Regions from separate parts of the Pan troglodytes genome. Here region 2 is linked to region 1. The links are chromatin contacts, called in public Hi-C maps. All regions are on one chromosome and are shown on one strand. The core of a region is the stretch at or near the end of the contact, and the rest is flanking DNA. Distances in the headings are between cores, read along the strand shown.

The links. A called contact is a pair of places that touch in the nucleus more often than the background predicts.
Region 2: a contact with region 1 is called in a Hi-C map of induced pluripotent stem cells, with 2.6 times the contacts expected there. The contact joins two enhancer-like sites. A contact is called at or near these places in 4 of 7 Hi-C or Micro-C datasets (blood, induced pluripotent stem cells and stem cell-derived neural progenitor cells).

What each region holds. Positions count from the first base shown.
Region 1 is chr23:24,133,399-24,138,226 of NHGRI_mPanTro3-v2.0_pri, reverse strand. No RefSeq gene overlaps it. Among named protein-coding and RNA genes, the nearest start is that of VPREB1, 32 kb to the left of the region's middle. Within about 2 kb of position 1,251, at least 1 of the 24 cell types and tissues checked has an H3K27ac peak or open chromatin away from gene starts, as enhancers often do. A contact at or near this core is called in induced pluripotent stem cells, where this site is marked.
Region 2 is chr23:24,375,914-24,381,079 of NHGRI_mPanTro3-v2.0_pri, reverse strand. It overlaps LOC100608824, which reads right to left. Exons shown (of 10, transcript XM_063808314.1): 10 at 4,614-5,166. Among named protein-coding and RNA genes, the nearest start is that of ZNF280B, 100 kb to the left of the region's middle. Within about 2 kb of position 1,924, at least 1 of the 24 cell types and tissues checked has an H3K27ac peak or open chromatin away from gene starts, as enhancers often do. A contact at or near this core is called in induced pluripotent stem cells, where this site is marked.

The DNA.
Region 1 (4,828 bases), core at 2-2,501:
CGTGGTAACCATTTATTCTAGAGGCAGGGCAGAATTGCTGGCTACTGGTGGGAAGACGGTAATGTCTGCTGACATTTTATTTCATATATTATACAGATACATGATACATAATTTTATATATACATGATACATAATTTTATACAACTCTTGTATATAGTGGTATTATGTATTATGCCATCTGGATGTATTTCAGCTGTTTCACAACTCTTTTACTAGTGGAAATTGGTTAGTAATGTTAGTATTTCTTAGTATTGGTATAAGTTTTTGTGTTTTGATTTTAGCTGCTTAGAGTCACTATGGGCATTATGTGAAAAAAATGGGAGAGAGTTATAATGTGCCACCATTTTTAACAACAATCCAGTATTTAATGTGATTTTATTAACCACTGAAGTTCTTAACCAGTTCAGTAAAAATGACAAGCTTAAAACCTTGGTTTTTGTCCGACTTCCTCATCTGTCTCACTGTGATTAGCACTACTTTCGTACACCTGGCAGTAATAATCGGCCTCGTCCTCAGGCTGGAGCCCAGAGATGAGCAAAAACGCTGTGTTACTTGAGGTCTCCTTGGAGCCAGAGACTCGACTGGGGACCCCAGGTCCCAGCTGCTTGTCTGAGTCTGAGTAGTGATACAGGAATAACCTGGGAGAGCTCCCTGGCTTCTGCTGGTACCAGAACATGTTTTTACCACCAACACTGAGGTCACTGCTCAGGGTGCAGGGGAGTCTGGCTGTTGCTCCCGGGGATGCAGACAGGGAGGGCGGCTGAGTCAGCACGGGCCGGGAGAGGGAACCTGCAGACACAGACACAGCACAGTGAGGAGCAGGGTCAGGGCGCAGCTGCTGAGGGATCTGAGCCATGAGGGACAGATCAGGCTGGGGACCACCCTGGGCTCTGAGCCCTGTCCCTACCTGTGCAGTGAGAGAGGAGCAGGAGGAGGAGAGGAGTCAGGGCCATAGTGGACACAGCTGCCTCTGAGGCCACATACCTAGGGGTGGGCTGCCCCAGGCCTCTCTTATCCCAGCGTCACTGGGCTCACAGAGGAGGGGCTGACCATGCAAATGTGTTTCCCCATTGCCTCTCCCCCAGGTGCACTCGCAGGGACCAGGCCCTTGGACAGGGAGGCTGGCATGAAGCAAGAGTTTGCCCCACGGGTGGGACCAGAGAAAGCAGCAGCTGCTGGGACCACACACAGGATCATGTGTAGAGGACTCTGCCAGGCACAGATGGGACAAGGCTGCAGAGTCCCAGGAGGAAGTGAAGGAGCAGCCCTGGGCCTCTGTCAGTTGAGGGCTCCCCAGCTGTGAGCACCTGTCCTGCAGAAATACAGAGAGAAGGTCTCACCGCGCCTCCTGCTGGTCTGCAGGCAAATTTCTCCTTTTGCAATGATCCAGAATCTTCCCTCTGCTTTGTTTCTGTAACTCTTGTCTTTCAAACATGCAGGAAGAATTCCTACAGGGAGCAATGGAGCTGTGGTCTTGGTGCCACCCCTGACCCCGGGCCTCCCTCTGTGGGGCAGGGGCCAGCAGGGGTGGCCTGCATGTAATCTTGGTCCAGGAAAGCATGTGACCTGCCCTGGAGCTGAGGACACAATGCCAGGGTGGAGCACCAAGACGATCTCTTCACCAGGAGGCTCTTACTCGGGATGCTGCTGTGACTAGGAGTTCACCGAGGGGAAACACACCATGCAAGATCTCAGGCCCTTCCTGAGGAAGGTGCTGGGAAGAGACAGTGAGGCAGACACTGAGGTGGGGGTTGCAGGAGCATATGGAGGGTGGAGGGGGGTATGGGCCCAGGTGTGCAGCAGGGAGGATGCACAGGGCCCTCAGGCTGATTCTCCTCCATCTGCTGGCTAGAGGGCTTGACCGCGGCTGTGCCTGTCATCAGCTCTCCTATTAGAGACTCAGCTCTGGGCAAGTTCCAGGACAAGTTCTAGAACCTGAGACAAGAGATTGGGCAGGGGACATTCCTGGGAGGCTGGAGAAACAGGATGGCAGAGAAATTAGGGAAGGGGAGGAGTGGCAGGTGTCTCTGAGGTAGGACACATGGACAGGGATCACTGAACCCCAGGCTGTCGGAGAGCAGGAGATGGCCCAGACTGTGTGGTGGGTAGAGGCTGACTCTGAGGGAAGCCCTGATGCCATGACTGCCACAGGCAGGGCGGGTGGAAGGGCAGGGCTGAAAGCTATGGTAGGCTTGGTGTACATCTGTCCCACTGTGACCATGGCATGACAGTGTAGAAACAAGTTAGCTCAATTCAGAGGCAATAACAGCTGCAGGGACTCATTTTCCTCCTGGGTAAAGAAAAATGCAGGTCTTAAAATAACCATGTGACAGGAGACTCAGGTTGCATTGTTATTCATTCATTCATTCATTCATTCATTTATTGACCCATTTAGAAAAAAAAAAAAGTGCAGCTCATTGCCAGCACTCATTTCTTGGGCAAATGGGAAATGGGTTCAACACATATTTAAGGAAGGGCTGGCATGGATCAGACACTGGAGAGGCAACAGGGCCAGGGACAGGACCCAGATCATGGAGCAGGAGATACTGGGAAGAAGAAGAGGATAAAGATAGCTCCAGAGGACATCCCCAGTCTGAGGATTTCATGGTGTTCCCCAGAGGAGTCGATGGCTAAGACCCAAGGTCTTCCACAGACCCTCTCTCCACAGCATGCAGCTCAGGGTATATAAGGGTCTCAGTGGCTGCAGGGCCTGTTGGGGGAAAGCCCTGAGACACCTAAGCTTTGACTTCACATGGGGCTCAGGTAGATGAGCCGGGGAAGGAGGGCGCTGCCCCTGTCCTGAGGGGGAATGCAGCAGCAGTGCTGGTGGCGGCCGTGGAAGTGTCCCACTCAGATGCCTCTTTGGGAGAACCTGCAGGAGGACCACAAGTGACTAACATGTCCCCTACCCCTGGGCTGGCTCCAGGCAATGAGGACCCCAGGGTCCTTTCAGCCAGGTCTTCCTGCAGGAAGCAGGGCACTTCTAGTGGGCACCCCTGGGAAAGAACCCACTCAGTCGGCTGAGGCTTTGTCTGACGTCTGACCTGCCTGTGGGCTGGGGCAGTTCCTACTAATCCCCCTTCCTTCTCTCCTTTCATGGGGGTCAGAGCCGTGGTCTGAAGCCCACCCACCCCCCATGCCAAGTCCTTCCCGGTTTCTCTTTCACCAGTGTTTCTACCCTCCAAAAAAGACATTACTTTTTTTGTCTAATTATTATAGAATCTACTTAGCAAAGGGGCCAAACTAAAAAAAAAAAGACTTCTATTTTAGAGAGAACATCCCATCCATGGCGCTGTGAGAGGCACTACTGTGCCATGAGTGGCCTCATCCTCAAGCTTGAGACCAAAGATATGCAAAGCCTCAGCACTGGCGACGGCATCCACTCACACAGAGAAGAGGCTGGGGACCCTGAGCCCTGGTTCTGCTTGAATCTCAGTAGAATCTCAGTAGATACCAGGGAGGGAAGGCTCCCTGCCTTGTCATGTTTCCAGTAAATGTCATAGCAAACAACATTGGTGTTACTGCTCAGGGTGCAGGTGAGTCTGAATGATGATCCCAGAGATGCACAGAAGGAGTCACAGAGCATCCAGATAATCAGAGAATAATCAGCGAGGCTGCCATTCTGTGCTAAATAGTGAAAATCAGCACCGTCGCCAGCCTGGAGCCCAGAGATGGCCAGGGAGGCCAAACTGCCTAACATGGGGCTGGGAAATTCCCTGAGGTCCCTGAGGGATAGTTGTTACCCCCTCTGGGTCTGAGGTTTGGGGACATGTCCCAGGTGCTCCTGAATCCAAGCTGTGCCTTGATTGACAGTATTATGGCTGTTTCCAGGGTGGGTGATTGTAATTGTCAGTCCCGGAGGCTTGGTCAGTGAAAGAGGCTGTCAGTGCCATGTGGACCACAGACCCAGGAGGGTGGAGAGAAAGAAAACAATGAGCCCTGTGAGAAAGGGAGTGGAGCAGAGGTGGGCTGAGGACCGCATAGACCCTTCTCCCCAGAGCAGGATGTGCCTCAGCTGGGCAGGGAGGGAAGAGGACAAAAAGCAGAGGTGCCAAGCCATGGTGCAGATGCTCAAGAGATCTGCACCCTAAGACTCCAGCAGTAACAGTGAATGTTCCTAATGCTCTTTTAGTCTCTACAGGTCTCACTGGGAGAGAATTTCCTACATTCAAATATGTCCCTGCACCCGGATCACCTCCAGGACCCCTCAGCCATAGGCAATGTCTCTCTTGTCTGGAGGAAGAAGAGGAGGATGAGGAGTTGACCTGAACCAGGCCCCACAGGGTGAGAGAGCCTGATCCTAGACTGCCTGAGTGTCCCTGAAGGTCCTGACAGCTGCAGTCACTTCCCATCTCAGCTCAGTGAGCTCACTGTGTGCTCAGCTCCCCTCAACCTCCTGAGGGGCTTCCCAGCTGGCAGGGCCAGACATGCTCACCCCCTGAGACAGCCTCACAGGTCCCCTGCTGACCCCTTGTCCCTTGACATCACCAGGACACAGCCCTGCTGACTCACTGAGGGTCTCACAGGTGTGGCCTTGATTGTGCTGTTCACGCCCCAGATGCTGGCGCTCAGGGAGGAGATGGGGAAGCCAGGGGGACTGTTCTTAGAGACTGCAGGAAATGACCTGAGGAGGAGGTAAGCGAGCAAGCACAGTGTTTTTTTGTTTTGTTTTGTTTTTTGAGACGGAGTCTCGCTCTGTCAGCCAGGCTCTGGAGTGCAGTGGTGCAAACTCGGCTCACTGCAAGCTCCGCCTCCCTGTTTCACGCCATTCTCCTGCCTCAGCCTCCCGAGTAGCTGGGACTACAGGTGCCCGCCACCACGCCCGGCT
Region 2 (5,166 bases), core at 675-3,174, 240 kb before region 1:
CCCCCACCCAGATTTCTGAGGATGTATGGAAAAGCCTGGGTGCTCAGGCAGAAGCCTGTTGCAGGGGCAGGACCCTCCCACAGAAACTCTACTAGGTCAGTGTGGAGCGGAAATGTGGGGCTGGAGGCCCCAGACAGAGTCCCCACTGGGGCACTGCCTAGTGGAGGTGTGGGAAGGAGGTCACTGTCCTCCGTATTCCAGAATGTTAGATCCACTGGCAGATTGTATCCTACACCTGGAAAAGCTGCAGGCACTTAACAGCCTATGAGAGTAGCCACAAGGGCTGAACCCCACATAGCCAAATGGGTAGAACTGCCCTCAGCCTTGGTAGCCCGCCCTTTACATCAGTGTGCCCTGGACGTGGGAGATGGAGTCAAAAAAGATTACTTTGGAGCTTTAACATTTAATGAATGCCCTGCAGGGTTTCAAACCTCCATGACATCTGCAGCCCCTTTTTTATGGCAGATTTTTCTCTTTTGGAATGGGCATATTTACCCAATGCCTGTACCACCAGTGTATCTGTTGCAGGCACGTCTGAGGCGCACAGCCCTGATGGGAGCAGCTTGGCTGTGAGCACCAGGCCAAGACTCCTGAGAACAGGCAGCCCAGTCCTGTGATTCCCACAGCCCCAGGACCAGACACCTGGGACCTGGACACTTGATACCTGGGCCTTTAACCCCTTACTCTGTCATCTCAGACCCCAGGCAGGAGGCCCAGTGTTCCAACACCCAAGCTCCGTGCTAGCAGTGCTCCGTGCTGTTCCCCAAATACTCATGGCTCTAATTCCCCAAACCTGAAACTTCATACCCTGGGATTCTAATACCTATGTCCTGAGCCCCGACACTCCCAAACCTGAGCCTCAGATTCCAATACCTCACTCCCCAGAGCCTGACGCCGGGGCCCCTGACCCCTGATCTACGGAGGCCTGCTCCCTGACCGTGCGGGCACCAGTGCAGTGCTGCCTTGGTTCCTGGACCCCTGGGCCCACCCTGGGACCCCAGATGGGGTGAGGAGAGGCCCCAGAACCCCAGAGCAGACAGCGAGACCCCCAGCGGCAGAGACCTCCCTCGGGACTCCAGGCTTGTAATTTCGAACTCTTCTGGAAGGTCACTCAGGAACACCCTCCCTGCCTGTGCAAGGAGAAAACAAGCGCCTCGTTTCCTTCCCTGGTCTCCTGGTGTTCATGCTGCACCCTGGTTCTGGAGAGTTCCATGACCGCCTCCCAGGGTCACCACCAACCATATCCAGAGTGAGGCAGGTCTGAGCCCTGCCTGCTTCCTCCACACCCAGGTTGCCAGGGATGCTCCCTCCCCAGGCTCTCTCTCCATGTGTGCAGTGGGATGGAGAACTGTGGCCACCTCGTGGGGTCGGGGAAGCCCCCAACACAGCACAGGGCTCACTTGGGTCGCTCAGGAGATGGAGAGGGACAGCCTGGCCCACCCTCCCCCAGCACAGGTGCCACCCCCTCACCACGTCCTGGCGCGCTCTGGCAAGCACTGCCCTGCAGCCTCCGCTCCTTGGCTGGGCGCAGTCACTGGCAGGATCAGCTCCAAGTCCTCAGGAGACCAGCGCCCAGGCTCCTTAGCCCAGGAATGTCCAGAATCTGGGCACAGAGCCCAGGCCTCAGGCCACCGTGGCCCACCTGAGCAGCTCTTCGTCGGCACTTCCTGTGGGGCCCGGCATGGAGGCACAGACCCAGAGGCAGCTGGAGAATGACCAGGGCCCATCAACCTTTGTGGAGAGGGTCCCGAATGGGGGCTCAGGCAGGGTAGCATTGGTCAGATTTGCCCCTTAGGTCTCAGACAGACAAAGTGCTGGAGAGGGTGAGGCTGGAGGTTGGAGGCCCAGTGGAGAACACTGGGTGGGGAGTTGAGTGGCCTCGGTGTGGCCTGCAGCACTGGAAGTGGCCACATGGGGACAGCAGAGGGTAGGAACATCAAGCCTGGGTGGCGGGAGGTTGGGAGGGCAGTCAGCCCTGCCCTGTAGCTGGGTCAGCAGGCTTGGTCACAACCGCAGCCAAGGTGTGAGCACAGCCCACCCCTCTGCCTCCCTTCACCTGGTTCATCCCCCTATCTCACGAGTGTTGAAGAGGTTGCACAGGTCGCCCCAGGTCATTCAGCAGGCACTGACCATGGGATGGGAGTCCAGGCCTCCCACTTGCTCAGCCTTGCCCTTGGCGAATGGGAGAGCTGGGGAGGCAGAGACAGGTCTCATCTGAGGCCTTCCTGGAGGAGGTGAATGTGCATGATGGGGCACGTGTGTGGGAACCGAGCTGAGAGGGTTGCAGGGCAGGGGTGGCGGGAGGCTAGCGGAGGGGAATGGGGTCTGGCCTTCTGTCTTTCTAGAGCTCACTCCGTTGCTTCCCCATTCCCCTGGGTTTGCACCTCCAGGCATGGTGGGGCTGAGGGCCAGCCCCTTGCCTGGCTGGGCAGGTACTTTCCTCCCTACAGATGAGGTAAGGCAGGGCTCCCCTCCCACTGTCTGAATCCCCAGCACACCCCTGTGCCACGCCAGGCCTGGGCCGGCCACGTGTCAGTGGGTGAGAGGCCAGTTTCCGGGTCAAGGCCTGGACATGAGGGAGTGGGCACAGGTTTCCAGGGGGCCCAAGAGGGCAGGGGCAGCTTGGCAGCTCATCAGGTCCACTAGAGGGTGTCCCAGACAAGAGCAGCCCCTGAACTGAGGTCAAGAAACAGATTGGATTCTCAGAGCTCTGATTGGTTGGACAGGGGTTCCGGATGGACAGGGGTTCCGGGTAGAGGAACAGTCTATGCAAAGGCTCAGAGAAAGAGAAGTGCAGTCGTGTCTGCGGAATGGCAGGGGTGGGGGCCAGCCAAGGCCTCCCCTGCCAGGCCAAGGCATTTAGATTTCATCCTAAGAGCAAAGTGTGGCCTGCCTCGGGCTCCCCCACCCCCACCAGTCTCCCTCCAGGATGGGCCCTTGGTCTGCCCCCCGACCTCCCCTTTCCAGCAGGAGAAAGGGTGCCCTGACTGGGCCCCAGGCCCAGACATCAGACGTTCCCAGTGCCAGGGGCAGGCCAGGCTGGGAAGCCCCACCACCTGCCAGGGGCTTTTCCTGGGGCCCGAAAGAGACAGAGACAGGGCCTGTGCAAAAGCGGAAGGCCTGGAGCCGGTGCAGACTCTCTAGAGACATCAAAGGAAGGGACCGCTGCCTCAGGGAGATGGTCTCCCAAACAGCAGCCCAGGGCTTGCAGGACAGGCAGCCATGGGAGCTTGTGGGTGGTCCACGGTGGGGTTGAAATGATAGAGTATCAGAGTCACCCAATGGCCGGTATCATCGTGGTGGTACCAGTCAGAGTGGGGCAGATGGTAATCCAGGGCTTTGGAAACACAGGTGATGAGAGAGCTGGGGGGTCAAACAGGAGCCCATGAAGTCCCTGCAGGATCCGAAGACCCACCTTGGGCAGAAGGGCAAAGGGAGGAAGGAGTGTGCTATGGGAGCCAGGCCCAGGTCCCCGTGGAAGGGGGCGTCACGCAGGCCTGTGGGCCAAGGGGAGTCACAGAGGTGATAGCCCAGCTGCAGGTCCCCTGCTGGCTAGAGCAGGGAAGCCCCACTTCTCTGTGCCCCCTGCCCTCCAGCCTCCCACTAGGTCTCCTGTTGGCTGAGCACAGTGGGTGCGGCTGACCTGGGGGCCAGGATCTGACTCAGTACAGTACAGTACAGGCACAGCTGGGGAGCGAGGGACCCCCTCCTCTGCCAAGCTGCTTCCTTCTGCAAGCCCCAGGGTGGCCGAGTGCCTGCTGTGGGCCAGACCTCTGCTAGGCCCATCAGGACACCCCTGTCCTCAGGGTCCAATGATGCCAAGGAGGAGGGGGGGTTGGTGCAGCACATTGTAGGAGTGGGAAGTCAGGGAGGCATCGTGGAGGAGTGCGGCTTCCCACAGGCACCCCTCCAGGCTTTCACCAGCTCCCTTTGTTGCAAGGATGTGAGGATGACTGACTTTGGAAGCCATGCCAACCAAGTCCCTGCTGACCTGATCACCCACCTACTACTGTTCCAGGACCAGGAAATAAACTTCTTTTGTGATTAAGCCTTAATATGTCCGATTAAGCCTTAATATGGACTATTTGCTGAAGCAGTTGGTTGGTCCTGAGAAAGGAAAGAAACTTTTCTTTTGTGAGACAGGGTCTTACTCTGTCACCCAGGCTGGAGCGCAGTGGTGCGATCATAGCTCATGCAGCCTCAACCTCCCAGGCTCAGGTGATCCTCCTGCCTCAGCCTCCCAAGTAGCTGGGACCACAGGCACACCCAGGCTGGTCTTGAACTCCTGGGGCCAAGCAATCCTCCTGCTTCAGCCTCCCAGAATGCTGGGATTACAGGCGTGATCCACTGCGCCTGACCAAAAAGCAACTTTTTATCTGAGGAATGAGAGCCCCCTTTAATTATCAGGCCCAGAGAGGCATTGAAATGCGATGGGGTGTCATAGCAGTCACGCCTCACTCCCACCTTGACGCCACTTGCTAGGAGGGTTCTAGACTAACCGATGTCAAGTAGCCATAAAATGCCATATGCTGGACACCATAATGTAGGGCCAAGGGAAAACTTCCCCTTCACCCTCTGAAGGTTCAAGGAAAAATCAACTCACAAAAAGCAGATTAATTGGAAAACAAGGTATACAAAGTTATTAGCATGCATTGGGGAGAATCATAGAGTCATTGCCGAATATCCCAGTGGGATAAAGATGCTGATACACCCTGCTTCTTAGGGGAAAGGGAGATGGGAATCTTTCCTTTGATACTCAGCCGGAGCCAGACTCCTCCAGGAAGCCCCCCCCCGACTTCCCACTCCTACAAGGCACTACACTGGCCACTCCCTCCTCCTCGGCAGCACTGGACCCTGAGGAGAGGGGTCTCCTGATGGGCCTAGCAGAGGTCTGGCCCACAGCAGGCACTTGATCACCCAGGGCTGGCAGGAGATAGGGAGTGTGGATGATTTTAAGAGGACAGTACATGATTTGGCGTGGGGAGGATTTTTTTGTTTGTTTGTTGTATTTTAAGACGGAGTCTCCCTCTGTTGCCCAGGCTGAAGTGTAGTGGTGTAATCTCGGCTCACTGCGACCACTGTCTACTGGGTTCAAGCGATTCTCCTGCCTAAGCCTCCCGAGTAGCTGGGACCACAGGTGCCTGCCACCACGCCCAGCTAATTTTT